Regions from separate parts of the Anas platyrhynchos genome. Here region 1 is linked to region 2. Evidence: chromatin contacts called from public Hi-C data. All regions are on one chromosome and are shown on one strand. Each heading gives the region's core, a stretch centred on a gene start, on an enhancer-like site or on the middle of the called end of the contact. The rest is flanking DNA. Distances are from core to core; before and after follow the strand shown. Region 1 holds the start of ZMYND11 (zinc finger MYND-type containing 11). Region 2 overlaps ZMYND11 (zinc finger MYND-type containing 11).

Region 1 (3,867 bases), core at 1,056-3,555, 76 kb before region 2:
AGATAGCAAACTAAACGCTGATAAATGCAAGAACTGAGGCTAACCAAGACCAGCTGGAGTGACTTCAATTCTTTATCTTAATGAGCATAAAAAAGTCTTTCCAATGCAGTGAAAAATAAAACAATTGGAAAATGCCTCATTTTTATCCTTCAATATGCAACACAAAGGTGATATAATGAAAATGGTTAGCCGGGGGATCTAAAGAGGATGTCAAAGCATTTCAAAACAAGGCCCACCAACACCCGTATATAAACTATATGCCTGTTTCTCTCCAGTCGATTTAATTCACTGCCCATCAGCTCACACAAGGTAAAGTAGTTATGGTTGTAGACACTCCCTAAATGTTTGCTTTAGGATACCTTGTTCTTTACAAAATCAAATATTTGTATCCTGAAACAAATATTTGGAGACTGTCCAGACTACCCTTTACAAATATGTTAACTACAACAAATTGTTGGCAAGCAGTGGATTCCAGGAAAAAAAAAAAAAAGAAAAAAAAAAAAACACTGTAAGGTAAGGCAAACCATAAGGATTCAATCCTGCATATGCTTCCGCGTTCGTGAAACTGCAGCCTAAATATTTATTTGACAGCTCTCTATGGGACCTGAGAGATAAAGGGCTAAAACCTTTTTATACTGAAGATAGCTGAACTTCTGCCTTAAGTAAATATTTGCATAGGTAAGGAGAAGGGACTGTGTCAGAGTAATAAATCTTCTCACTAAAGAACCAGAGAGTGGAATTGGAGCTTTGTCTTGGATGTATGCCAAAGAATCCCCCCAGCCAACCCAGTTGTATGGGGTATCTGGCTGGTTTAGCTGAAGAATTAAAGACGGTTCTGTATGCTGCTGGGTAGGCTTCTCTCCTCTTTGCTTCTGGTTGCAAAAATTGGAATGCCTAAAACACACCCGCTTGAGCAGACCTGCCAGCTTGACTGAATGGTGGAAACTGTAGAAATGATAAGGACCCAAACATTTTTCTTCGTATATAAATATAGCCCAGATACTATTTGTGTAGAGCAGGTTTCAAAGGAACTTAAGGCAGCCAAGCCACCAATATCCCATGGAAACTTGGCATATATTTCAATCAAGCGTCTTTTGAAAATTACAAGTCTTAACAAAATCTGAGCCAAACATCACAACTAAATGCTTAACGTAAGGTAGCCTTTTTGTAATTACACTGACACTAAATCTCTTCCTGAGTGTCCTTCTTACTTAAAAAATTGCCTGTAAATCTAATTTACTTTTTATTAATGAAAGCAATATCATGCAGTTAATAAACTATAGTATCACCGTTTGGTATCTGCCCAACCCCTCAAGTACCCTTTGAAAACAGATTACCAGCACTTTCTTTCCTATTTATTTTAGATAATGTAAAATGTTCTTTCATATTTAAATACACAACATAAGTAAAGCTTTATCACTGCCATTCAACAAGCTCTTATTTGCATTTTATTTTTTTAAAGTGGAGGTGAAGTCCTGATGTAGCAGTCTCAAACAAAATGTGGTTTTAGACACTACTAAAAATTTTATTTACTAAACACACTAGAGAAACCTTCACTGTTCAGAGTGTAAATTTTGTTAAATTATTTGACTGAACAGGCAGAATGGATGCAACTTTTTCATTATTAGTATTCCAAAATTATTTTAACAATACTAGTGACTACTCAGGTGAGTAAAATTATTTGCATGCATAAATTTTACAGGATTAAACTTATAGTTTATTTTAATAAAGTATGTCACAGTGCTAGTCGAGTTTAATCAATTATAAAATATGTTACTGTTCCATTATTTAATTCCTTGAGTATTTCAGAAACTTCAGAATTCATTTGCTTAGACATTTATGAATAATTAATATTTATCTCATAGTCTATGTAAAAATAGGATTGAAAGTACATGTTTTCCTGCTACTTACATACATACATATATATATATATATATGCCTCTACAGTTTCGTATTACCTAGATTTTCTAATCCTGCAGTGAAAGTGTGGACCCATAATTGGAACACATAGCCAATTCTGGGACAGAACACTGCTTCTATATGCTTTAGTTTCTGCTGCCCAAGGTGTGTATCCACTTTTAAAAATATTTTATGGTATTTCTCCAAACTGGATTTCACGTTAAGAGGTCAGATAACTGGTATTTTTTTCTTCTGCAATAAGAGAGGATCCAGATCTAAGAGTGTGATAAAATACATATATAATAAATAGTTAAAGATCCGTTTCAAATGTATTATTAAAAAAAAATAATAAAAGAAACAAACAGCAACTCCAGCAGACACCACTAGAGTTCTCCTTCTCCCAAATATCCCTAGCACCATCCTAAACCCTGTTTACCCCAGAAACCTGAACTGTGGACAGACAGAAGAGGAGAGAGAGAGAGAAAATTCAGACACAATAAAACTCTGAGGGGAAAAATATGTGGAAGGAGGAGGCAGCAGCGGCCTGGGGAAGGGATTGAAAAGTTTCCCCTGGCTTAACTTCTCCCCCCCTGCAGCAGCAGAAGCAGCGGCAGCAGCACAAGGTGAGAGAGACTTTTAAGTCTGGGGAGGAGGGGTGTGTGTGCGGGAGGGGGGGTTGAATTTACAGCCCTGTGGGTATTTCTCTGTCTGCCTCCCTGGCTTTGGGGTGCGAGAGACACCGTGTCTCATGCTGGGTGGATTTTTTTTTAATATGATGGAGGATTATAAACATGGCGCCTTAAAAAAACTACAAAATCATGTACACACTGTTCCAAGGAGATGGGGGAGAGGGGACAGGGGAAGGGCTGGGCACGAGGGGAGGGGGCAATCCTGCCCCGTGGGGGAGCATATGGGGAGGGGGGAGCAATTATACTTAATAATAAAATGTGTGGGGCTGCGGGGGGGTGGGGGGGGAGCGTGGGGGGGGCGACGGGGACGGAAGGCGGGATTTTTATATATATGTATATATATATATTATTTTTTTGGAGTGGGAAGGATCATCTCGCAGCCCGCTTGGAAATCGAGAAGAGGGGGGCCGGCGGCGGGGCGCGTGTGATTATTAACGGCGATTATTTTTGTCCCTACACGCCTTCCCCGGCCGGCTTTCGGCTTGGAAAAAAAAAAAAAAAAGCCGCGGCGGTTTCGCCAGACTTTCAGCACGGGCCGGGATCGGGTCGGGGCGTGAGGAGGCGGTGGGGTGGCCAAGGGGCCCCCCCGGGGGGAGACGCTGCCCTCAGCGCTCCGCCGGGCCTGCAGGGCGCGGGGGAGCCGGGGACTCGCGTGAGAGGCGAGGCCGAGCGGGGTGTGGCGCAGCCCGGCCTCGGCCCCGCCGCCCCCCCGGCTGTGTTCTCAACAAGCTTTGCTCCCCGCTTTTCTCCCCCTCCTCCTTTTTTTTTTTTTTTTTTTTTTTCCTTTCTCTCGCTTCTCCCCCGCCGCCCCCGCGTTTCCTCGCTGGGGTTTGGTGGGGTGTGTGTGTGTGTATGGGGGGGGGGGGAATGTCTGCTTGGGTCTCGGCCCGAGTAATGGCAGCTGCTCGACAGCGCCGAGCCTCCTCCGCAGAGGGGAGACGGCGGCTCCCCGCAGGCCGGGAGCGGGGCCATAACCCCCCTTCCCCGCGGCGGGCAGCGAGAGGGACGAGGCTGGGGGGCGAGCTCCCGGCCCCGGCCCTCCGCCCCCGGCCGGGCTGCGCCACCCCCGCGGCGGGGACGGCCTTAAAGCCCGGCTCTGCCCCGCCGGGAGGGCAGGTTGGGGGTGGCCTCCGGCTTCCCCAGCTGCTGGGGGGCTTCGTCCTCTGTCCTCGGCCGTGGCGGCCCTCGGGCTGCCCGGGGCCGGGGTGAGGAAGGGGTCGTGCGGGGGGCGCCTCCTGCACCCTCCGGGAATAGTTGACTCGCTCCCCCCTCGCATGAA
Region 2 (4,411 bases), core at 1,241-3,740:
TAGGTAAGCAGCAAAGAAACTCTGAAGAAGCACATGAAACAGAACACCCGGAAAAAAAAAAGTTGAAAGAGTGCTATGGGACACAGTGCCACACAGGAAAAGGCTGGGAACCATGAGCTCCATGGGAAGTGCTTTTCTTCGTTTGCGTCATACTGAATTTAGGACAACAGAACTGTATGTATGTTATTCATAAATAAACATGATTGCGCCAAAGAAGTAACTGACTTATAATTGTTTTTCCCATCTATGTGACCCCCTTTTTTTTTTTAGCTTACTGTTTGGGTCCAAAGGATAGCCATAATTTGGATGGCTTGGGAAATCTAGTTCAACAGTGTGAAACCAGCAAATCCCCATAAAGGGGAGTTTCAAGAATAGTTTTGCCTTTTTCCCCCTCCCTTTTCCTCTCTCCACCTGATAGTAGAGTGACTTATTACCGAGTATCTGGGCTACCATTAAGGGACTTGGAGAAAACAGATTAACAGGTAAGAAATGAGTTATGTTAATGGCATATGCATTATAAAAAGGCAAAGTGGTCCTTTTAGACAGAATCTAAAGAGGAGGTTATATTGTTTTCATGTGCTATGACTACTTATAAATTATAGGAAAATAAAAATGTACTGTTTGTTTTTACTTTTTTTTTCTTTTTTTCTTCAATAATTACGGGCTTGGTAAGGTATGGGAGTGACCTAATTGTTCCAGTTGTGACCTCTAAGTTATTGTTAATTTCACTGTCAGTATGTGCTTCACATCTCCTACTTAATGGTATGCTAATTGTACAGCAGATTGTCACATTCTCCAACATACAGATTCCCTATTTCAATTACAGCTAAGTAAATCTCCATTACTAATGAGTAAGCATTTCTTTTCCATGTACATTTGCATTATAATGGACATTTTCTTTATGCACTAAAATTATTCTTTTCCTTGACAACAACTATATATTTTATTTTACAGTAAAGGCTACGACATGATGATTCATTCTTTTCTGTTGGGTTTATCTGTATTTAAATTGTCAAATGTTCTGGATAGCCTGACATTTTCTGTCCCGTGTTATTTTTCTGTATTTCCAGAATTAATTTATGTATTTGCTTTAAGACAACCAACTTAAGACAAATCACAGAAAAGTAAGCTTATGTGTCAGTCATCAATTAAGCTGTATTTCAGAATTGTTGCATTGCTTCATTCGTGTTGCTGAGAAATTTCAACTGCTGTTCATGTCAGCGCAAAGTGACCTTTATGATACCATGTTTGACTGATCTGAATGTAAAGAACAAGTGACCACAAGTGACCCATATCACCGCCAGATCCCACTCTGCTTAACAGAGCATAGCTCTTTGGCTATCAAATACAATCCCCCAAACAGACATTTGCTGCCCCGCTATGCATATATCTACACATGCGATGGACAGCTGAGTAAAATGAGGGGGAAGGCCTCCTGGTACATCCGAGCTATGCAGCTCTGCTGCCAAATCTGCGCCCTCCAGAGGGTTGCAGCCAGTCTCTGGGTGCAGCTGAGCTTGGGCAGCCGGCTCCTGCCGGCGGAGGATTCCCTTCGTCTGCCAGCACCGTGACCCAAGGGGCTTTCCCTGCCCTTCCTCGGGGAATGAGGAGACTGGCAAATTGAGCCCCTGTGCCGGAGATCCTTCCTTTGTTCTGCATGGCCCTGGGAAAATGTGTCACCTTTTGTAAAAAAATAAGGACCGTGAGTCTTGTTGAGAAAGCGATAATTTAATTTTTGTTCGTATGCACTGAAGAAACGTTGCTTTGGTTTTGTTGGGGTCACTGCCTACACGGTAAATTAAAAACAGGGGTCTTTTTGAGATGCCCAACACAGATTTATATATCAAAGAGGGTGCTTTAATTAACAATAATGAATATTCTTGAAGATTTTTAAGTTGTCTGGTGGTGGGTGTATATATGGGGCAAAAGATGGGGTGCTGGGTTCTTTTAATTGTGTAAGTACATGGGATGTTGAAAAGAAACAAAATTTGGTAAAGCATTAGGTAGCATTGAAGAAATGCAGGAGGAAATGTTTGCAACCAGATGTTAGAAGTAACAGATTGATTTCCTGGTCACTGTGCATGAATTCTTTCTAGCCTTGTGTATATCCTGATAATCGGATGGATCACAGTATAGATACAAGTTTGTTTTGTTTTTATTTTGAAAGGCCTACGGTATGCAGCCTTTTTCCCAGACAGCAGCAAAAAACAAGGTGAACAATTTTTGCACTATGTGGTTTTGAATTCTGTCATATTTTCTATTACGTTTCTGTCTTCCATTAGGATAGCTTAGTTTCCTCTATTAACCACCACCATCATCCACATCACTTCCAATTCCGAGTTTAGTCTACATTATGTATGTATATAGTTTGCTGATTTTTTTCTCTCTCCTGGGGGCTGGAAGTGGTTACTCACACGTTACAGTTCAAGATGTTGTTACAATGGTTGCCCTTTAATCAGTCATTTTCGGAGTGGCTGATGACACCTGGTGGTGTGTTTCGTAAATGCAGACTTAACCGGGTTTGCAGCTGGCGGAGCATTTTGACCTGGCCTAGCCCGAGCACTGGCAGTCAGAGTTTGAGCTATTTTAATGAATCTGACCTCCTGCATGAAAAAAAAATAAAAATAACAAAAGAATCTGTTGGGAGCACGTTCTCCTCCCATCCAAACCGAAGTAAACCAAGAGAAGCAGTAACATTACACTGCTGTTGGAGCAAAATTAATGCCTCTGACCTTGCTATTGAAGTCAATAGTATAGCTTCTCACAAGGGCTATGTATCTTTTTTATTTTCTTAATTAACTTTACCAATATATTGCATAAATGAATGTTTTATATATATATATATTTACGCACTAAATATACTGCATTAAACTAAAAATCTTTCCCGTGAAAATCCTAGGTGATTATATTTAGAAATAATGATGTTTTCAAAACTTTGGAGTGGGAATACTGAGGGAAGCTTCTTCTGGTGTTTTATTTAATGTCATGGTTTCTGGCTTGAGTGCATGATTTTTCTTGCCAGCAAATATATTTCCGTATGTTTATTAAATTCCACATCTCTTTGCCAGTATATTTCCTAACAATGGAATATCTGGGATCTACCAATAAGTAACTAGTACAAATAAAAAAAAAAATGCTGGAATCCTCATTCTTTGGTAAAATTCCTCAGTAGCCAGAACCTATTGGGCTTTTCTCAACTTGATTTTTATCTGGATACAACTTTAATCAAAACTGATTCTCTTTCTTGCTTAATTGGCCTTTTATTGCTATCTGATTATTTTTTTTTTCGGTAGTTTTATAAAGAAGATAAATATTACACTAAATATAAAAGAATTTTAAGGCAATACTTCATCCTGATTTTTGTAAATCTACAGAGAATTCCAATGCATCTACAATGCAGTATCTTTAGTTATTTCTAAAATATTGCAAAGAAAGGATTCCCATCATGTTTTGCCACCGGACTTTGTGGAAGGGGAAAGATTTGGTGAAATGAGAATATGTTCTTTATAGCCAAATTAAGTGGTATTGTTTTGCCATTCTTAAGTATACAGAATTGACATAAAATTAAATGAGAAAAAAAAATGGTAGAAGAGTCAAGTTACACTGTTAATCTGAACAACAAAGGAGGGCAAAGTTCTGAGTTAAAAATCATAGGTTAAGGGTTTGTTGTTTTTTTTTTTTTTTTTTTCTTATTTCCCTAATCTTACTGCCCCAACATTCATGGTGCATAAACTTTAGTGTAGGCAATTTGGGTTGAGGCTGTCCTGAAATCTCATTTATTTGTGGGGGGCTCTGCTCAGACGAGTTACACGACACAGCTGCTCTTCGGCCTAAGGGCCTGGCAGCTCCACTTCGTGTCACTTCTTACCCCAACCTAGGTGACAGCACTTGCCAGCCATGGGAAAGGGGGGATGGCACAGATGCCTGGTCTGGCCACTGGTGGGAATTGCTAACTCCACCTTTACAGCATGACATTAAACATAGCTTGGCCAGATTTTTATCAAGATAATTTAGTCAAGAGCAGGAGTAAATTTTTTCAGAGATCTGAACCCATTGAAAAGTGACATTTGACATTAAAAGGCATAGGGAGTTTTATCTGAGATGTGACAGTTATTTTGTCTTCCAAGTGTAGGGAAAAGTGTGGCATTTCAGATAACACAAACATTTAATGGTGGCCACTGGCAATTCTGTCTGGTTTTAGTGCTACAGATTCCTAGAGCAAAATTCTTCCTCCAAATTATATGCATGCTGCTCTCATTTACTTCAGCAAAGCTTATGCACATGTTTCAAAGGTCAGAATTTGGCCATTGGGGCTGAATTTTCAAGAAAGAGTGTATTAAAGACATCTGTGCATCAACAGAACCATATCCTTTGTTTTCTGTAGGACATCTCAGGAAGAAGCCTAGTGCTG

What was found. Hi-C and Micro-C count contacts between places; a contact is called where the count stands out from the background.
Region 1: a contact with region 2 is called in a Hi-C map of subcutaneous adipose tissue, with 2.8 times the contacts expected there. The contact joins the promoter of ZMYND11 here to the enhancer-like site in region 2. A contact is called at or near these places in 5 of 8 Hi-C or Micro-C datasets (F1 follicle, F5 follicle, liver and 2 more).

The regions. Positions count from the first base shown.
Region 1 is chr2:149,181,154-149,185,020 of IASCAAS_PekinDuck_T2T, reverse strand. It overlaps ZMYND11 (zinc finger MYND-type containing 11), which reads left to right and starts at 2,305. Exons shown (of 13, transcript XM_072033828.1): 1 at 2,305-2,522.
Region 2 is chr2:149,104,615-149,109,025 of IASCAAS_PekinDuck_T2T, reverse strand. The region is part of intron 2 of ZMYND11 (zinc finger MYND-type containing 11); the gene reads left to right. Among named protein-coding and RNA genes, the nearest start is that of ZMYND11, 76 kb to the left of the region's middle. Within about 2 kb of position 2,490, at least 1 of the 8 cell types and tissues checked has an H3K27ac peak or open chromatin away from gene starts, as enhancers often do. A contact at or near this core is called in subcutaneous adipose tissue, where this site is marked.